Linked DNA regions of Mus musculus: all the other regions are linked to region 3. The links are chromatin contacts, called in public HiChIP or PLAC-seq maps. All regions are on one chromosome and are shown on one strand. Each heading gives the region's core, a stretch centred on a gene start, on an enhancer-like site or on the middle of the called end of the contact. The rest is flanking DNA. Distances are from core to core; before and after follow the strand shown.

What was found. HiChIP or PLAC-seq counts read pairs in DNA pulled down with a chosen protein or histone mark.
Region 1: a contact with region 3 is called in an H3K4me3 HiChIP or PLAC-seq map of pro-B cells, with 6 times the contacts expected there. The contact joins the promoter of Inafm2 here to the enhancer-like site in region 3. A contact is called at or near these places in 6 of 39 promoter capture datasets (3T3-L1-derived adipocytes, the C10 cell line, the HPC-7 cell line and 3 more), 1 of 15 datasets of contacts at CTCF or cohesin (pro-B cells), 6 of 484 Hi-C or Micro-C datasets (the G1E-ER4 cell line, cortical neurons, pro-B cells and 3 more) and 4 of 115 datasets of contacts at active chromatin or transcription factors (the 230-238 cell line, fetal liver, large pre-B cells and 1 more).
Region 2: a contact with region 3 is called in an H3K27ac HiChIP or PLAC-seq map of large pre-B cells, with 4 times the contacts expected there. The contact joins the promoter of Plcb2 here to the enhancer-like site in region 3. A contact is called at or near these places in 3 of 39 promoter capture datasets (the C10 cell line, the HPC-7 cell line and cranial neural crest), 1 of 115 datasets of contacts at active chromatin or transcription factors (large pre-B cells) and 1 of 9 other capture datasets (macrophages).

Annotation. Positions count from the first base shown.
Region 1 is chr2:118,743,600-118,747,227 of GRCm38.p6, forward strand. It overlaps Inafm2 (InaF motif containing 2), which reads left to right and starts at 2,159. Exons shown (of 1, transcript NM_001301269.1): 1 at 2,159-3,628. The coding sequence starts at 2,516. The coding sequence ends at 2,974.
Region 2 is chr2:118,727,178-118,730,600 of GRCm38.p6, forward strand. Plcb2 (phospholipase C, beta 2) reads right to left here and starts at 1,261. Exons shown (of 32, transcript NM_177568.2): 1 at 1,061-1,261. The coding sequence starts at 1,144.
Region 3 is chr2:119,187,048-119,190,926 of GRCm38.p6, forward strand. The region is part of intron 1 of Dnajc17 (DnaJ heat shock protein family (Hsp40) member C17); the gene reads right to left. It also overlaps the pseudogene Gm14138. Among named protein-coding and RNA genes, the nearest start is that of Gm14137, 14 kb to the left of the region's middle. Within about 2 kb of position 2,059, at least 52 of the 459 cell types and tissues checked have an H3K27ac peak or open chromatin away from gene starts, as enhancers often do. A contact at or near this core is called in the 230-238 cell line, the G1E-ER4 cell line, pro-B cells and 2 more, where this site is marked.

The DNA.
Region 1 (3,628 bases), core at 909-3,408, 440 kb before region 3:
GATAATAAATAGTGCTTATTGACGACAGGTTAAAGAATCTGGCACTGTTTCATTTGGGGAAGAATAGGGAGAGGAATTGAATAAGAGCTTCAAGTACATCATTGTTTAGAATAAAGAAGGAGTGACACGTTGTTTTCCCGACTCTGCTGGGAAGCAAGCAAGAAAAAGGAAGTGTAATTTGCAGCAGAAATATGAAGAGGCAATATGGAGTGCATTCCAGAAAGGGAGTCAAGGGGGCTTTAACAAAGATTTAAGATCTTGTGTGAGATCTTAAACTGTAATTCACCTTGGGATGGTCCTACGATCAACCCCACCAGGAAGGCCAGAGAACAACTGAGAAAGGAGAAAAGGACATTTGATTGCAATTTTTGGACTTTAATACTACAGGCCACCTTCAAGACCTGCTCTGGCTGCTCCAGAACAGTACCCCGTCCCGCCCCCACCCCTGTGTGTGTCTCTCTCTCATACACACACACACACACACCACCACCACCACCACCACCACCACCACCACCACCACCACCTATCAATCCACAGAAGCCCATAAACACTAAACTCTCAATGTCCTTGTAATATCTCAGAAATTAAAAAGGCACGGTTTGCCAGGCAGTGGTGGCGCATGCCTTTAATCCCACACTTGGGAGGCAGAGGCAGGTGGATTTCGGAGTCCGAGGCCAGCCTGGTCTACAGAGTGAGTTCCAGGACAGCCAGGGCTACACAGAGAAATCCTGTCTCGAAAAACCAAACCAACCAACCAAACAAACAAAAAACAAACAAACAAAAGGCTCCTTGAAATAGTATTGGGTGGCCCATTGCTAGAGACACAGCCCCACCTGAGCCTCCAACCAGGACCAGATTAGAAACTTGTGGTTCGAAGCCCACTAGTACACTGCATTCTGGTAGCGCTTCCATGGGATGGAAAATTTGGGGAAGGGCTTGGATAAGGAAAGTCAAAGTCAAAGGAAAGGGAGAAGTGGAAAGGGCAGAGGGAGTCCTGCCCAAGAGGTTAGAAGTCAGTGGGGCCCTCGCAGAGGCCACGCCCCACCCCAACTACATCAGGACCACAGACCTTTCTCCTACTCAGACTCATAGTTCTCTAATCCACTGAGACATCCAGGCTGCTCACAAAGACAGTTTTGGGAACACAGGGAGAGTCAAGCAAGAGGCACCCAGAAATCAATCGCGGTGAATTACAAAGAGGAAATAGGGATGAAACAAGCAAAGGGGAAGAGGGTGAAAGTATAGAAAGGGTGGTACTAAGAGTCCCTGCGTGCAGAGGGGTGGCCGGCATCCAAAGGGCCCTAAGAGCAAAAAGGCTGAAGCCTGGAAGGAACAAGCCTCAATGGGAAAAGACAGTTCTCTACATCCTGGGGTTGAAGAGAATCAAAGAATGAAAACGCTGGGAGATGTCCTCCACCAGTTCAGTGCAGCCCCTTGGGTACAATTCGAGACCAGTCCTGAAAGTCAGAAGACCAGAAAGTAGGACCTGAGACCTGTTGTGGGATTTGAGATTATGCTGGCAGGTCAGCCTAAGAAACAAACTCAACCTTTGGCTCTTGTCCCTGTGGCTCACAGTAGTCTGACTCAAGGGTCCTAAGAGGACCCAATCAGGCAAGATTCGAGTGGTCTCGGAGTCCAGACCAACAGAAAAAAGGAAGCGAGACTGACTGCGGTGTGCGGGCGCCAGGTTCCCAGACCCGAACCAGGCTCTTTGGGGTGAAGGGATCTGGGACACTATCCCCTCACTATTCTAGAGCTACCCGAGAGCACAAGCTTAGTGTTAGCTCCACTTCGGAGACCCGGTGTAGGTGGGCCTGGTTAGTTCTCCCACCTACCATCTCCTAGCCTGGGCCATGTGAGGAGACGCCTGAGTTGACAGCTTTCTACGGAGCCTGCCCCTCCCTGCCACCTCCCGGTTCCGCACTCCCTCCCGCAAAGTGCCTTTCCCCCTTTAAAGAAGCTCCTGTCGCCCCTTTAAGGCCCAGCCTCCCTTAACTCTCTCTTAACTGGGCGTCCCCCACGGGGCCCACGATTCCCCGCCGCAGCCGCCTCCCAGCGCGGCACTTCCGGGCCCCTACATCGCCCTTTTAAGGGGCAGCCCCCCGGCAGCGCGCGGCCCCGCCCCCTGCACCGGCGCGCCCCGCGGGGGAGCCGGGCTAGAGCCGGAGCGCGCGGTCCGCGCGGCCACTGGAGACCAGGCGGCCGGCGGCCGGGCAGGCGGCGGCAGCGGCAGCGGATGGGGACGCGGAGTCGGGCGGCTGTGGCTGTGGCGGCGGCCGGGAAGCAGCTGGCGGGCCGGCGGCGGCGGCGGCGCTGGCGGCGGTGACGGGCCCAGGCCCCGGCGGCGGCAGCGACGCGGTGGCGGGCTGCGGGCGGGCGGCGTGAGGAGCAGCGGCGGAGCGCGGGGCCGCCGGGAAGCCAGGGCGCCGAGACGCCCCCTGCCCAGTCCTCGCAGGCCGCCAGGCCCCCTCCAGCCGGGGCCGTGGAGCACCGGGGCAAAGGCCGGGGCCCCCCCATGAAGGAGCGCGACGCGGCCCCGGCCGAGCGGGGCAAGCCGGCCACCTACACCGGGGACAAGAAGGCGAAGATGGCGGCCAAGACCAACAAGAAGTGGGTCCGGCTAGCCACGGTGTTCGCCTACGTGCTCTCCGTGTCGCTGGCCGCCATCGTACTGGCCGTCTACTACAGTCTCATCTGGCAGCCGGTGGGTGCCGGGACCTCGGGGGGAGCCGTCGGCCCGCCCCCCAGCGGCTCCAACACCACCGGCCCGTCTGGGACTTCGGGGGTGGCGGCGGGGCCCAACACCACCGGGTCGTCCCGCCGCGAGGCGCCACGCGACGCACCCCCGCTGCAGGCGGCGAGGCCGGCGCCCCCGGAGCCCGCTGCAGACAGCCCCCTGGCTGGGCCGCTCGAACGGCCGCGGGGGCTGGACGAGGACGAAGAGGAAGCGGCCGAAGAGCCCCGGAGTCGTTGAATCTCTCCGCGTTGGGGACGGTCGGGAATCATCGTCCCCTAAGCCCCCAAGCAGGACTTTGCAGCAGGACCGGCTCCGGAGCCCGCCGGAGTGACCCCTACGCGAGCGTACGCCCCCACACACCTCAGCGATCGCCAGTTTGCCCCGGGAGCCGGTAATGCACAACCGGATCTTCAGCCAAGGGACCACGATTCGCCGGGGACTCGGGGTTTGATCTTCCCAGCACCGTGCTGCGCCAGGGCCCTGAGCCATAAGGGGAACTGGGGGGGAGGGTGGAGAGAGCCTAGCACCCAGCCCTTCAGCGCTGCTAGCTCTGGTGTTTCCTAAACGCAGGGGGTGACTCGGGCGCCCCCTCCCCAAGACTCAGGGGAAGGTAGGGAGTTGTGTAGGGGCTCTTTTTTTTTTTTTTTTTTAAATAAGCCGAGGCTCTCCCAAAGAAGAGAGCACCAAAAGTAGCGGAGCTCAGGTACGTCAACCTAGTTGCAGTGGCCAGACATGCGTTTAATTTATAGATCCCTGTATATAGTTGTTGACATATGCACTAGACGCTATAATCACATAGAACTCTATGTATCTCCCCACAGCCTGGGTAGCTACTGAATGGTGGGGTCCAGCAAGGGCTATTTGCTGGCCTTCAAACTGCACTTAGCCAGA
Region 2 (3,423 bases), core at 11-2,510, 460 kb before region 3:
CAGAAAGCATTTCATGCCAGGGCCCCATCCCCACAGTTTTGACAGCCAGATGCCTTAACGTAACAAAGCCCTGAAGGGTCTAGCTTCAGACTCCCCTCAGTTCATAGAGAAACTAGACTAGCCAATCCAGGGAGCTGAAGTAATTGTAGGTGACCTCCTAAATGTCATGCGCTGTTGAGAACATCAGGCCTTCCTGAGGCCAGGCTAGAGCACTCTTAAGGAGGCCTATCCCTCTCTGAGTGACAGTTCTCATTTTATTCTTCTTAGACCAAAAGATTCTATGGTTAGTGGCTGTGTCTTCAGCCCAGAAGGACCAGAGACGAGTTAGGAAGGCGCAGACTCTGGGCTGGGGTGCAGATGGTCTTCCCTCCCCGGCCGGATGACAGGTTGGCAGGTAATAGAAGGCTGAGCTGAGCTGAGCCACCATGGGGGAAGCAGAAGTCAGTAAGTTCCTTCTCAGACCCCAGTCTTTGAGCCTCCCGTTTTCAACTGGATCCACGGCCCTTTTGTAACTCTTGCCACAGTAGTAGCTTGAGATAGAATATGGCTTCCCTGGGACAGGACACAGTTTGTTCTGCACACTGGGATGGTGCAGCTGGTTATGGGCCTCCTGCCAGAGCAAATTTGGGGTGTCCGTGCTGGGAAGAGGACCTGACTGACCTCTCTTCCTGATCTCAGCTGAGGTGGGAGGAGAGGGACATGCATTCCCCCTACCAACACTGAAGTTACTAGAAACAAACCTTTATCATCTTCGGGGATTTGAAAAGGGCAAATCAGGTCCAAAGATTTCTGACTCTGACTCCCCCCCACACACACACACAAACACACATAGCCCCCTCTCTTATTCCCAAACACAGAGGCTTCCTTCCCTACAGCAGCCAGGAGCACCCACCCTCACCCCAGACTTGTTTATCTAGATAGACTGTTGTGACAGACACATAGGCGCCTGGGTGCTGGGAAGACATAAACCAACCCTCCGTTCTGCAAAGCTCCCAAGCAGCCCAGCCCCCACCGTCCCGGGGGCTGGGGATTTGAGGGGGGGGAGGCGAACCCTACTCACATCGTCCCACTTGATGAAGCGCTCCCCTTGGCTCAGATATGCCTTCACGTTAGGGGGCAATAGAACAGGGTTGAGCAAAGACATGATGTCAAGTGTCCCTCTTTGGAGAGGTTGGGCAAACCTCTCCAGGGGACAGGAGAAGAGAAGGAAGAAGGGTGAACAGGAGAGGAAGCTTAGGCTAGGCTCACATGGCACCCGCCCAGTACTGGTCCGGAAGTCGGGTGCTCTTATAGCCTGCGGGGTGGCAGTAGCTGGATGCAGGACTCAGAGCTTCAGGCCAGGGCCCAGTTGATCTGCCTTGTAAATCAGCCTCCTCCTCCTCCTCCTCCTGAAGCCGGGGGCTGCAGTAGCTGTTTTGCCCAAGGGGGCTGAGCTCCCCTCCTGGGAGTTCCTCCCCCACCCCCTGCCTCAGCACTTCCTGCTCTGGGCTTCCTTCTCTGGGCTGCTGTGAACTGAGGGGCGGGCTATGAGATCTAGAAATGTTGGGGCCAGGACCCCGTTACAAAGACAGGCTTTACTCAGATTTACACACCCCCCCCCCCCGCCAATGGAAGAAAGTGATATATCATGGAGGGGGGTGGGAGATACCATTCCTGAGCCTTGGGCTGAGGCAAGAACACAAACAGTTCTTTAGGAAAAGGGTCCTCCACAGAGCAGGGGTTCTGTCCTCAGAGGGCGGGATCTGGAAGTGGGAGTCAGGGATGGGCCGGGTCCCAGCTGGCACTGAGTGTTTTGAATAAGCAAAGTCTCTCGGACACCCAGCTCCTCTTTCTCAGTGCTTCCTCCCCATGAAAATGAGAGCCAGGTGAGGCAGTATGCCTCTCACCCATGACACTTCTCTGCATCTTTGAACCTTTCAATGAATACCTAAAAACTCCACTGCCCAGCAGCTGCCTCACAGCCTAAGAGGCCCTTTGCTGCCGCCAGCACTGGAGTGTTCCTTCATGCACTGTGTTGCCTCACACACAGATCCTGGAGGAGAGAGGTTCTGAGAGGCAGACCAGAGCCTGCTCTAGCCCCCTGTTCAGGGTTTAGCCCACTCTAACCCAGTTCGGTTCTAGGTGTTGTGATCCTTACATCGTCCATATCTATCCCAGAGGCTCAGTTCCAGCCCAGCTCAGGCCCCAGTCACTTCCTCTTACCTAATAATGCACTCTTATCAAATGGCTTAGCACCGTTGGGGAGGCTAGAAGCTTAACCCATGATTTCCTTCCCCTCTGAGGCCCTGGCCTTCTGCAACAGGTCCCATCAGGGGTCTGTGTGCCACCCCTGACAACTGTGAACTACCCTCTCCAGGCCCTGGAACTACTGGCTAGGAGCCAGTGCATGAGAGTAGGGGCGGGCAAGAGAGAACAGGTTTAGATGAACAGGTTAGTTAGGGTTAGTGAGAATCAAAAGGTAAACTGTGGGTCTCTGGCACTAGAGGGATGGGGTCAGGAGTTCAAGACTAGGCTACAAGAGAGCCTGCCCACCTCCCACCCCACCCCCAATAAAAGTAGTGAACTTCTCAAAGAAAGCTAGCTTAGAAATTAATTGTCCCCAGAAAAGCAATTCTAAGACCAGATCTGAATGAACGGCCTGGAAACCGGCTCCCAAACTCCTGCAGGTGACAGGTGTTCCAACCCCTCCCTCAGTGTCTCTCCTCAAGCCCTGCCTTCAGCCTTGGATCTCCCTGGGAGACTCCTGGGAGCCCCTGCACATCTGGCTGTCTCTGTGGGATCAGGTTTCCTGTCTGTTTGAATGAATTTTGCAAGGGAAATCCCTGCCCCTTCCCAAAGCCTACACCTGTCACCTGCACGGAGCTAGTCCCCATTTCCAAGTTCCTCCTTCCTGTCTTGCCTGCAGCCATAGGCCTGGAAGAAAGCCTAGAAGGGAGGAGGGGTGTCTCTGTTCCTCCTTCAAAGAATTCTGGGTTCTTTGCACCTTCCATCTCTGGCCCTAAGCCCACAGAAGAGAAACTTTATATCCATACCCATTGATGGCATCCCCTGGACAGGCTCTGGGATTCCTGACTGTAGTAACATCAGTGGCGCTCACCTGCTAAATCTGGATGCCAGCCAAAAGAGCAGCAAGCTATTTGAAAGACCTTTACTGAAGAGGGGTTTCCTCTTTTAAAAATATATATACATTGCCCAGCATGGCAAAACACGTCTGTAGTCACAGCTCTTTGGGGGACAAGCTGGAAGATTGTTAGAACGCTGGAGTTCAAGTTTTAAAAATATTAAGTTGACAAAGGAAGAAAAAAAAAACCGTAATGTCAATAATAGTAGAGTGGTCGTGGCTGAAGGAAGAGAAGAAGTCTCAGGAATACATTTGGGAAGTTAGCCTTGGACTGACTCTTGGGCCTTGTGGATTGGAAGGCT
Region 3 (3,879 bases), core at 809-3,308:
AACAAGTTGCAAGCCAGCCTGGGCTACATTAGACCCTATCTCCAAATCAGGTCAAATCAAAACAAACAAAATAACCACTACAGGGGCTGGGAGCAAGCGACAGGAGAGATGACTCAGTGGGTGAGGGAGCTTGATGTCAAGTCAGAGTTCAATCCCTGGAACCCACAAGTGGAAGGAAAGAACCAATAGCTACAGGTTACCCTCCAACCATCACAAGCACACCATGGCAATACACATATGTACTCTTACACACAACACACAATAAAGAAGTATAATCTTAAATTCATTTTTTTTTTGGGCGGACAAGTTCTCTCTACACAGCCCTGGCTGTCCTGGAACTCACTATGTAGACCAGGCTGTCCTGGAACCCACATAGATCCTCTGCTTCCCGAGCCCTGGAATTAAAGGCGAGCACCACTACATCAGCTTAAAAAAGTAAGAGAGAGCCCAGGCACTCGGCTGTGTCAAGATGAAGCTGAACATCTCCTTCCCTACCACCGGCTGTCAGAAGCTCATCGAGGTGGATGACGAGCGTAAGCTCCGCACCTTCTATGAGAAGCGCATGGCCACGGAAGTAGTCGCTGATGCTCTTGGTGAAGAGTGGAAGGGTTATGTGGTCCGGATCAGCGGTGGGAATGATAAGCAAGGTTTTCCCATGAAGCAAGGTGTTCTGACCCATGGCAGAGTGCGCCTGCTGTTGAGTAAGGGGCATCCCTGTTACAGACTAAGGAGAACTGTAGAGAGGAAGCGCAAGTCTGTTCTCGGATGCATCGTGGACGCTAATCTCAGTGTTCTCAACTTGGTTATTGTAAAGAAAGGAGAGAAGGATATTCCTGGACTGACAGACACTACTGTGCCTCATCGGGACCTAAAAGAGCTAGTAGAATCCGAAAGCTTTTTAATCTCTCCAAAGAAGATGATGTCCGCCAGTATGTTGTCAGGAAGCCCTTAAACAAAGAAGGTAAGAAGCCCAGGACCAAAGCACCCAAGATTCAGCGTCTTGTTACTCCACGCGTCCTATAACACAAACGCCGATGTATTGCTCTGAAGAAGCAACGCACTAAGAAGAACAGGAGGAGGCTGCAGAATACGCTAAACTTTTGGCCAAGAGAATGAAGGAAGCCAAAGAAAAGCGCCAGGAACAGATTGCCAAGAGACGTAGGCTGTCCTCGCTGAGAGCTTCTACTTCTAAGTCTGAGTCCAGTCAGAAATGAGTCTTTAAGAGCAACAAATAAATAATGACCTTGAATCTCAAAAAAAAAAATGAAGAGAGAGAAATCAGCACTCAACACTTATGTATACAATAATCACTCTAGGGTTGTTCTTCCTCATGTTTGTTTTGTTTTTTGTTCAAGACAGGGTTTCTCTGTGTAGCCCTGGCCGTCCTGGAACTCACTCTGTAGACCAGGCTGGCCTTAAACTCAGAAATCTGCCTGTCTCTGCCTCCTGAGAGATGGACTCAAAGGTGTGCGCGACCACCACCCAGCTTGGATTTAAAATTTAAAAGCAATTAAGTCAAAGCATTACAGACGCCTGGTCAGGCTCATCAGCACTTTGTCCTCAGAGCATCAGAAGGACTCTGAGAAAGAGATGAGGAGCAAAGGCTCAGGTCTGTAACCCTAGCTGGCAGGCTGACAGGCTGCTCATGTCTGAGACAACACTGGGGTACAAGGTGAGTGCCACAGACCCTGTCTCAAAAAACAAACACAGAACAAAAAAAAACCCAAAACTATTTCTAGATGGATGGACGGGGGGAGGGGGGATCACATGCATGCACAAAAGGGGAAAGGGACCCCCAACAGTGTCTTGGTGTGATGTAGAACCAAGCTAACTGAATTTACTGTGTAGTCCAGGCTGACCTTAAACGTACCCTGTTCCTATCCTGGCCTCCCAAGTGCTGCAATTACACTCATCTACTACCAGGCCAAACTCTAGCATTTCTTTATTTGCAAAAATTAAAAAGCAGAGCCTGGAGAAATGGTTCAGTGGTTAGGAGCAGTTGCTGCTCTTAAAATGAACTGGATTCACTTCTGAGCACCCAAGTGGTTGCTTGTAACTCCAGGGGATCTGGTGCCCCCTTTTGGCCTCTAGAGACACTGCAGGCATAAGCATAGACGTGTGTGCAGGTAAAACACATAAAAACAAGTGAACCAACAGCTAGCAGACATTCTTTCATATGTGACCTGCTCAGACGTTTCCAGGAAAAGGTGGTACAGACACGGGCCTGACTCCGCTCACTGACTCCGCTCTGAGACCTCAGCATCTCACTTGTGTTCTGTACAGGTTTCCTGCTGCTTAAACTCCAGGAAGGAGCGGCTCAGCGCTCTGGCTTCCTGGTCTCTCAGAGGGAACTAATTCTACCTCTGCACTCAAGTGAGCTAAACAAGGACCGTCAGTGACAGGCAGCCAGCATCTCCCAGGAGAGTCCACCTGGCAGGCACCAGACTCAAACGCGCGCCAGTTCCCGAGCCCCGGATCTCTGAGGTTGTGCTGCCACCTGCTGGGCTCAGCCAGTCCCACACCCATACCTGCCAGGGCTAGTCTGGTTTTCCAGATTGAATAGCAAGGGAACAGATTGAACAGCGAGGGAACAGAAGTTCATCCCTGTTGGTCCATCTTCCCAACTGCCCACCTATGCATACCCCAGACCACACGCTCATTACCCCAGCTCTCTTATTAAAAAATTAAAATGAGCTAGGCATGAAGGCTTCACATCTGTAACCCCAACCATCAGGACACTGGGGCAAGAAAATTGGAAGCTCTGGACTAGACTGGGCTACAGAATGAGACCATAACTAAGCATTCCTCCCTTCCAAAAACCCAATACAACAATAAGGAAAGACATGGCTTCCCAGGTAGTCTCTCAAGTGCAATCCTGACTTCCAGGATGCATGCAATCTGTCTTTGCGCCCCCACTGAGCCCACAGCTACATCTGGTGCTCTTGAGCCGGGTTCTCACTGTGTTGACCTAGCTGGCCTGCAATTTGATTTGTAGATCAGCCTACCCTTTAACTGTCAGGCATCTGCCCACCTGTCTTCTCAGTGCTGGCATTACAAAGATAGCCACCTCTCGAATAACCAACCAACCAACCAACCAACCAACCAACCAACCAACCAACCAACAAACAAAGATAGCCACCTCTCGAATAACCAACCAACCAAACAACAAACAAAGATAGCCACCACTAGACCTGGTTCCTACCTCTTTTGTTTGTTTGTTTATTTATTTATTTATTTATTTATTTATTTATTTATTTATTTATTTTGGTTTTTCGAGACAGGGTTTCTCTGTGTAGCCCTGGCTGTCCTGGAACTCACTTTGTAGACCAGGCTGGCCTTGAACTCAGAAATCCACCTGCCTCTGCCTCCCGAGTGCTGGGATTAAAGGTGTGCGCCACCATGCCCGGCTCCTCTTTTTTTTTTTTTTTAAAGATTTATTTATTTATTTTTTGCATATGAGTACACTGTAGCTGTCTTCCGACACATCAGAAGAGGGTATCTGATTCCATTACAGATGGTTGTTAGCCACCATGTGGTTGCTGGGAATTGAACTCAGAACCTCTGGAAGAGCAGTCAGTGCTCTTAACCGCTGAGCCATCTCTCCAGCCCCTCTCTTTTATTTTTAAGCCAAGCTTTATTAACCATTTTCATATATATGCACATGTACATGTATATGTATGAAAATATATACAGTATTTCTTTTTTTTTTTCAAGACAAGTTCTCACTATGTAGCTCTAGCTGTCCTAGAACTCACTATGTAAACCAGAGGGGCCTTGAACTCACAGATATCCATCTGTCTCTGCCTTCCAACTACTGGAGTCAAAGGTGTGTGTTACTACACCCAGCTTTCCATGTGTGTGTCTGTCTCTGTGTGTGTG